2 separate regions of the Mus musculus genome follow, and region 2 is linked to region 1. Evidence: chromatin contacts called from public HiChIP or PLAC-seq data. All regions are on one chromosome and are shown on one strand. The core of a region is the stretch at or near the end of the contact, and the rest is flanking DNA. Distances in the headings are between cores, read along the strand shown. Region 1 holds the start of Gatd1 (glutamine amidotransferase like class 1 domain containing 1). Region 2 overlaps Tspan4 (tetraspanin 4).

What was found. HiChIP or PLAC-seq counts read pairs in DNA pulled down with a chosen protein or histone mark.
Region 2: an H3K4me3 HiChIP or PLAC-seq map of pro-B cells shows a contact between it and region 1, with 2.7 times the contacts expected there. The contact joins the enhancer-like site here to the promoter of Gatd1 in region 1. A contact is called at or near these places in 8 of 39 promoter capture datasets (the C10 cell line, the HPC-7 cell line, the SN4741 cell line and 3 more), 6 of 484 Hi-C or Micro-C datasets (the N1E-115 cell line, bone marrow-derived macrophages, embryonic stem cells and 2 more), 17 of 115 datasets of contacts at active chromatin or transcription factors (the 230-238 cell line, the HPC-7 cell line, bone marrow-derived macrophages and 11 more) and 3 of 9 other capture datasets (adipose tissue, liver and pancreatic islet).

The regions. Positions count from the first base shown.
Region 1 is chr7:141,412,656-141,416,309 of GRCm38.p6, reverse strand. Gatd1 (glutamine amidotransferase like class 1 domain containing 1) reads left to right here and starts at 2,185. Exons shown (of 8, transcript NM_172116.4): 1 at 2,185-2,308. The coding sequence starts at 2,245.
Region 2 is chr7:141,482,799-141,486,739 of GRCm38.p6, reverse strand. The region is part of intron 2 of Tspan4 (tetraspanin 4); the gene reads right to left. Among named protein-coding and RNA genes, the nearest start is that of Tspan4, 9.5 kb to the right of the region's middle. Within about 2 kb of position 1,764, at least 5 of the 459 cell types and tissues checked have an H3K27ac peak or open chromatin away from gene starts, as enhancers often do. A contact at or near this core is called in pre-B cells and pro-B cells, where this site is marked.

The DNA.
Region 1 (3,654 bases), core at 936-3,435:
AGTAGCTAGAGCTGGGTGGTGGTAGGCAGGACACGCCTTTAATCCTAGCACTCACAGGGAGATCTCTGTTAGGAGCCAGCCTGATCTACAGAGTGAGTGAGTTCCAGGACAGCCAGGGCTACACACAGAAACCCTAGCTCAGAAAAAATAAATGAACAAACAAAAACAAAAGCAAAGAAAGGTAGCTAAAAAAAGTCAGCAAGCAGTATTCCTCCATGGTCTCAATCTCTACTTCAGTTCCTGCCCTGACTTCCCTCAGGACTGGAACCTGTTAAAGAAATATCAAGTATCAGTCTTTTTTTTAAAGATTTATTTATTTATTTATTATATGTAAGTACACTGTAGCTGTCTTCAGACACCCCAGAAGAGTGCATCAGATCTCATTACGGATGGTTGTGAGCAACCATGTGGTTGCTGGGATTTGAACTCAGAACCTTTGGAAGAGCAGTCAGTGCTCTTAACTGCTGAGTCATCTCTCCAGGCCCCCCCACCCCTTTTTTAAAGACAGGATTTCTCTGGGTAGCCCTGGTTGTCCTGGAACTCCCTTTGTAGACCAGGCTGGCCTTGAACTCAGAGATCCACCTGCCCTGTCTCTGAGTGCTGGGATTAAAGGCACAGGCTACTACACCCAGCAAATATTAGTCTTTTCTATCAAAATATTATAAAACCTGTGTTTAGAATGAAGAGTCCAAGCCGGGCGTGGTGGCGCACGCCTTTAATCCCAGCACTCAGGAGGCAGAGGCAGGCAGATTTCTGAGTTCGAGGCCAGCCTGGTCTACAAAGTGAGTTCCAGGACAGCCAGGACTACACAGAGAAACCCTGTCTCAAAAACACAAAAAAAAAAAAAAAAAAAAAAGAATGAAGAATCCAAATATTTTTATCTCCTTCACCTTGTAAGACTTTTATGCAAATGTTTAATCCTTTCCACCTAGTAAAAGCTTTGTTTACCCAAAGGTGTATTTCTCTATACTAGCCTGGAACAGTGATTCTCCTTCAGTCAGGGACTGCTTTCCCCTCCTCCATTTCTTGTATGTTGAGTCTTTCCCGACTAGTTAATAAGATTGTGAGGTCGGACTCCAGTCAGTGGGCAAAAGAAACAGCCACCACCTGAGTTAAAACAAAATCAAATGCTCTTCCTGTCTTGGGGTGCTGTTCACCATTTTCTCCAGCACACTCTTCCTCAAGGGTAAAATTTGCCCTGTCTATACATTTCCCTGGAATGGTAGTCTCTTTACAAAATTATATCTAATACCTGGGCGTTGAATTCAATATAAATACTTTTCTCCACAAGACTCAAGCTTACTGCTGGCTCTGCCACTTCTGGTGCCTTAATGTTACTCTGGAGGCAGCACAAAGGTGGAACTGTGTGAGTATGTGGACACTAGCCAATCTGACCCCTTCAATTTCAGGGTTTCATGTCAATAGATGGGGATTTAATAAGGATGGCTAGTCAAGCTTGTGGCTTGTGAATCTTCAAAAGTCGCCACTCAGACAACACACAATCCTGGGCTCCAGGTTCCTTTTCCTAAGCCCCAGCAGGAGTCCCACAGAAGTAAATCGCTTTAGATACAGGTTGGCCTCCCCAATCTGGTCTTTTCCTCAGGAAACTCAACAGAACCTCCAGAGGCGTCCACAGCTCAGGAAGTGACATTCCATCCTCTATAGGAACATACAAAACTCAACCGACCCAGGTATCTTCTGGATCTTCACAAACCGGCAGAGGAAGACCCGCCCACATACGACCCAACTCTGTGCCCCTCACCCTGTCCGCCCGACCGGTCATCGCTCCCTGACACACTTAGCCAGGCTCAACTTTCGGGCAAAGGCCCAAGGCGTAGTAGCTCTGTGGTAGACTCGGACTCGGAAACATCTACCCGGCCCACTGGGTTTAATTGATGTGCCCTAGGGCCACAAGTCTGTACCGGTGGCTTCCAATCAGGAAACGACCACTCAGGGACCCAGGGCGTATCCTCCCCCGCCTCCGCCTCCAACCCCCGCCCCGCTCCGCCCCGCTCCGCCCCCGCTCAGTCCCCGCCCCTCGCATGCTTGCCACTCAACCACTACCCCATGCGCATGCGCAAACTGCCCCCATCTTCACTCAATTTCCGCGTTGTTTCTCCCACCCCACCTTGCACCCTGCCGGCGAGCCCCGCCCTTCGTGCCTCACGCATGCGCATTCCGCTCTCTGCAGGCGAGCCCCGCCCCGCCCCATCCCTCGCACAAATATCCGCCTGGGCTGTAGCCATGGCGTCCGAGCGGCTGCCAAGCAGGCCTGCGTGTCTCCTGGTGGCCAGCGGCGCTTCCGAAGGTGAGGCGCGCAGGGCAGCTGTGTAGCTCACTGGCCTGCAGTCCTGACTCTGGGCAAACGTTTGTGTTTGTGGAGTTGAGATTCTGGGACCCTGCATCTGTTTCTCTGGCGCAGGCCTACTATGTTGTCTGCGCTGGCAGACAGGGACGGTCAGCGGCTGCAGAGATGACCCTGCCCCCGAGTGAGCCGCAGGGGCTTGGTACTCTCTCTGCCCGTGTTTTCTGCCTCTCTGTTACCCCCTATCTTGGGTTTATCTTCGTGCACCTCCAGGAAGCGATCCTGAAAGAGGTTGCTCGAAAGAGCTGCATAAAAGGGACCCTCACGCAGAAGGGGTCTGTTGGCTTCATGTTCCAACTGCCCGGTGTGTGTCAGGGGCGCTGGGCAGATGATTACTTCACGGGTCCTTAGGGAACCGACTGGCCCGAGATAGTCTCTGTGGGGAGGTGGAGCCCAGGGCTGCGGCCCGGGGTTTCCCTCTGGATTCCTATAGACCTCTGCAAGTGGGTGTGAGCGCGAGGGTACGTCGGGATCTTGGACTGATGAATTTCTGGGTTCCACACTGAAGCGTCCCAGGTGAGGGTGGGAGGGGCCTGAGGGTGCTGCTCCTCCCTGGAATAGAGGTAAAAGAGAATCTACAGCAGCTCCTAGGTAGGCCTTCCTTGAGAGTCGGAAAGTGAGGGATTGAGAAGCTAAAAATTATCTTTAATCCCAGCACTCAGGAGGCAGAGGCAGATGGATCTCCAGGAGTTTGAGCCCGTCTGGAACTTATATAGCAAGTTCCAGGCTAGCAGGAGTACACAGTGAGGTCTGACTCAAAATATTAACCAAAACAAAATCCACAAGCCAAAAGCCTAGTGTCAGAGTTGGAGGCAGGAGGATAGAGAGGGCAATGGCTACATGAGATGCTGTCTTTAAAAAAATGCTAGGGGGCTGGTGAGAAGGCTCAGCGGATAAGAACACTGACTGCTCTTCCGAAGGTCCTGAGTTCAAATCCCAACAACCTCACAACCATCCTTAACAAGATCTGACTCCCTCTTCTGGAGTGTCTTAAGACCCACAGGGTGTCTTAAGACCAGGATGGGAGAGAGCAACCATTTGGTCTGAAGACAGCTACAATGTACTTATTTATAATAACAAATAAACCTTTGGACTGGAGTGAGCAGAGGTCCTAAATTCAATTCTCAACAACCAGATGAAGGCTCACAACCATCTGTACAGCTTCAGTGTGTACTCATATACATAAAGTAAATAAATAAATCTTTTAAAAAGTGCTAGGATCAAAGGTGTGCATAAAGGTGTGCATTACCACACCTGGGGGCTAGAGTCTTTTGAATTAGGCAAGCTTC
Region 2 (3,941 bases), core at 515-3,014, 71 kb before region 1:
CCAGAACCCTGAGCACCATCTCCTGAGACAGACCACCTTGCATTCTTGCCTCACTCCTCTGCAGCTGTGTCCCCAGGCTAGACAGAAGCCCAGGTCGGAGGCAGAGCCCACTCCCCACAGCAGTCTTTAAAAAAGCTGGAGTCCTGAGCAATAGATAGTAGCTGGGGACATCACTCAGGGGCAGCTTTGCCTGGGCTGTCATCATTGCAGCCTCAGTACTTGCTTAACGCTGTCCCAAAAGAAAAGGTACCACTGGGCACTGGGATCTGCCCCCACATTGGCAACAAGTTGCAGGGCACATGCCTCATTAGGCTCTGGGTGTCTGTTGTCTTTGATGAGCTGAGATGGTATCAGATGGACAGTGGTTCTATTGTTAGTCTCTGGCACTTTCAGTCTGGTAGATGAGGGGACTAGGAAATGGCAGAGGGCTCTATGTTCAGTTCCTTGGAAGAACCAGGACACTCAGGGACAGGGAGATCCTGTAACAGCTTATATTTGTGATATGGGTAGCAGGGAGCTGCCCAATGCAGGAAGCCATGGTCTTGTTTGTTCTTTGGGATGTTGGTGGCTCTGGCAATGTCCTGTGTTGGGCGAAAACAAATGATATTTTTTTTTAAGTTATTTGGAGACTGGCTTCCCTTACTTATGATGACATAACTTACGGTGACTTAACCCTGCTGTCTCCACCTGTCCAGTCCCAGGAATACTGGTTTATATGGCACTGAGTATCTAACCCAGTCATGCTTGGCAAACACTCCACTAACTCAGCCACATCCCCAGGCGTATATTCAATTTTAAGTGCACAAACTCACCCCACTGGGATAACCAACATCCTAGCCAAGATGGGGAAGGTTCCTGCCAGCCTGGCAGGAGACAGACTTCTTGACATACCGTTGGCTTATACAGGGGCCCCAGCCCATCCACCTCCACCAAAGATGTGGCTAGCTGCCCAGCCATCTGCTACATTGAGCTGTGTATGGCTGAAGGGGTGGTGGGCAGAGGCCTGCTGGCACCCACCTCTGTGGACCTGGACAGGCACATTTGGTGGGCACCCAGTACCATATGGTACTCAGCCTGAGACTGATCCAAGGGGCTAGAGGCTAAGGCACCTGCTGTGCACAGGTTTGGGTTGTGCCTGGGTAACAGCTCATGGCCTCAATCCCCTCCCTGAAGGAAAGACAAACGAAGCCTGACCCCTGTACCTCCCCCGACTCAGAACCTCTGCTCAGCTGGTCATCCATCTGGAGTCATCACAGGCCACCTGGGTGGGAGCTGAGGGACCCTGACCCACAAACCTTTGGATCACCTTGATGACACAGTGTGGTCAAAATAGAGAATCTGAGACCCTAAGAATACAGAATTTTCTCAGGTCACACAGTATCTGGGTGGCAGGCATGCTTCCAACCTCCATCTTATCCACCCAGACACTGACCATGCAGGGAACAGCTGTACCTTTGCTAGACTGAGGAATTGGGAGGGACACCTGCCTGGAAACATTAGAGGAAGGGCCTCAGACTGGTCAGTCCATGTATGGGAAGAGCCAACCACATGGTTCAGGCCTGGCTAGCATCTCTAGAACCTGGACACAGAAGAGGCATGGGAAGGTCCTCACCCTACTCCATGTGATCAGCCCCACTTACACTAACCCTTACACCACAGTAGCTGCCCAGGAAGGTAGATGCTCCGAAAGCCCAGGGCAGGGGAGGGGAAGGCAAAGGAGAGAGGAGGCAGGAAGAACCAGGCTTCACCGACTCCCCTTGGTCCCAGGAGACCTCAACTTCCATTACAGGAAGAGCTTTGCTGGCAGAGGCCCAGCTGACAATGCAGCCTCAGAGGCCTGAGACAGGGGTCCCAGGGGCTGCTCAGCCCCCACTCCCTTACTGCCAGTGGCCAGCACCCAACACCACCTACCCACTTAACTGTGTTCAGAAGCTGTATACTCAACCTCACTTCCCTGAGGCACTCCCAGCTAACCAGCTAGTCCTTACCCTGTGCACATCTCAAAGGCAGGTTGAGCAACTGCCCAGTAGAATTGGGCATCACTGTTGGCTGAAGGAGGGCAAGGGCTCATTGGGTCTCCACACACCCAGGTCTAGGGAGTCAGTTCAGCTTTGACTCCAGCTGCCTGGTTAACTCCAATAGTGACTGAGGCAAGACACATGGCAGAGGCCTGTCTGCTAAACGTGCATTGTAAGTGCCAAATGGAGATCAAAGCCTCTCCTACAAGAGGAGTCAGGTCTTGGGTAGGTTATGCTGTGGCCCTCCCACTAGGGCCTGTCACCAGCAGGAGGGGAGTTTAGTTCACAGATGCCAGGGACAAGGTGGACTGACATCATACTGACCAGGCCAAGTGTGGACTCTCACACTTGCTAGCCCAGATGGACTCTGCCAAGCGCAGCACAGGTACTTCTAAGCAAAACCATGTTGTTCACAGCAGCACCCTTTGCTTGGTTGCCTCTAACCCCTCACTGGGAATCAAGCTGGAGGGAGAAGCCACAATGATGCTGAGGCATGAGCCCGTTTGCAAGGCTGGAAGTATGTGTGGATAACAGAAGGATACTGGGTTTTTCAGCACAGGAGTCCCATGGGATACTGATTGTTTATTTCTCGGGTAGAGGATGTTACCCAGCGGTCGGTCCATGGAATGTGCCTGCTCTGTAGCCAGTGCCCCCTCTCCCTGTGACCAGGTGTTCCGATCAGGAAGAGAGTGATAACTACAACAACCTTGACCTCCCCCAACCAAACACTACCTAGCAGCTGCCCGGCCCCCACACTCCTACCTCATAACCCCCTTCTACCACCTACACTGCCTGCTACCATCAGACTGACCTATAGCTGTCAGGTGTGGACAGTGTTATACTTGTCTACCTGTCACACTGTCATTTGTAGGTCCTGGGCCTTTTCTACCTGTTATAATTGTCTGCAATCACTCTCCCCTCACAAGCTCCCACCCCAAACTGTCACAATGTCAGAGCCACCCTACCAGTCAGTTGTTCCTGACCACACACTAGTGCCCACTGAAGTCCATTAAACAGAATCATCTACCTCACATGGGCTGGCTACAGCTTCAGCCCACATCTATCTCTGATGCCCACCTGATAAGTGAGTACTCCCAGACCTGGGCCCACCCCTCTTAGGAGCCTCAGGCATAGAGCTCTTGATGGGGGTAGGGAGGAGATGGGATGCGTAGGGAAGCAGAGACCCAGCAAGTCCCAGCTCCTGCCCTGGGCCAGGGCTATAAGAAAGGAGAGGTCAGAAAAGTGGACCTAGGTTTCTGCACATTTGACTTGACCTGGACTGCATGCAAATGAGCTGCAAGGAGGGATCCCAGTGATGGCCCTCATCTTCACTCCCAAGCTGCACTCTCTCTTTCCCAACCACACCCCTCATCCCTCAGTCGCACACACCCACTCCCAGAAAGTTGGCTCAGGAACCAAGGCAGAGTATGGAATGACCTTGGATACTGTTCTCCAAGTATTCCAGCTAGTAAGCGAAGGTCCAGGCCATGCCCAGGTAATAAAGGGTCACCTCTAATCAAATCTAGCACGCCCCACTCAGGCTCCAGGCTCAGCCAAGCCCCAACACCAAGTGGTAATCAAATGTCATCCGTTCCCCATTCCACGGGGGGGGGGGGGGGGGTTTAGTGTGTGAACACTGCTCCATCCACACTGGAGGGGCCCATCTTCTGCTCTATCATCATGCAAGCCCCAACTGAACATTACCCCATGCAAAAGTTAGAGGCTCTGCTGAGGTGGCAGGGAGCCAGGTGCCACCCATGTCCATGGAAAGAGTCCCTGACCAGTGTCTGGTATACTTCCCTAGGCCCTGATAGGTCAAGCAGTGCACACAGCCTTCCTTGGTCTTCTGGGTCCTGGAAGACCAGGACCTTTTAAGTCAATCTCCCAGAGGGGCAGAGTGTGAAGGGGGTGAGGCAAGGACGT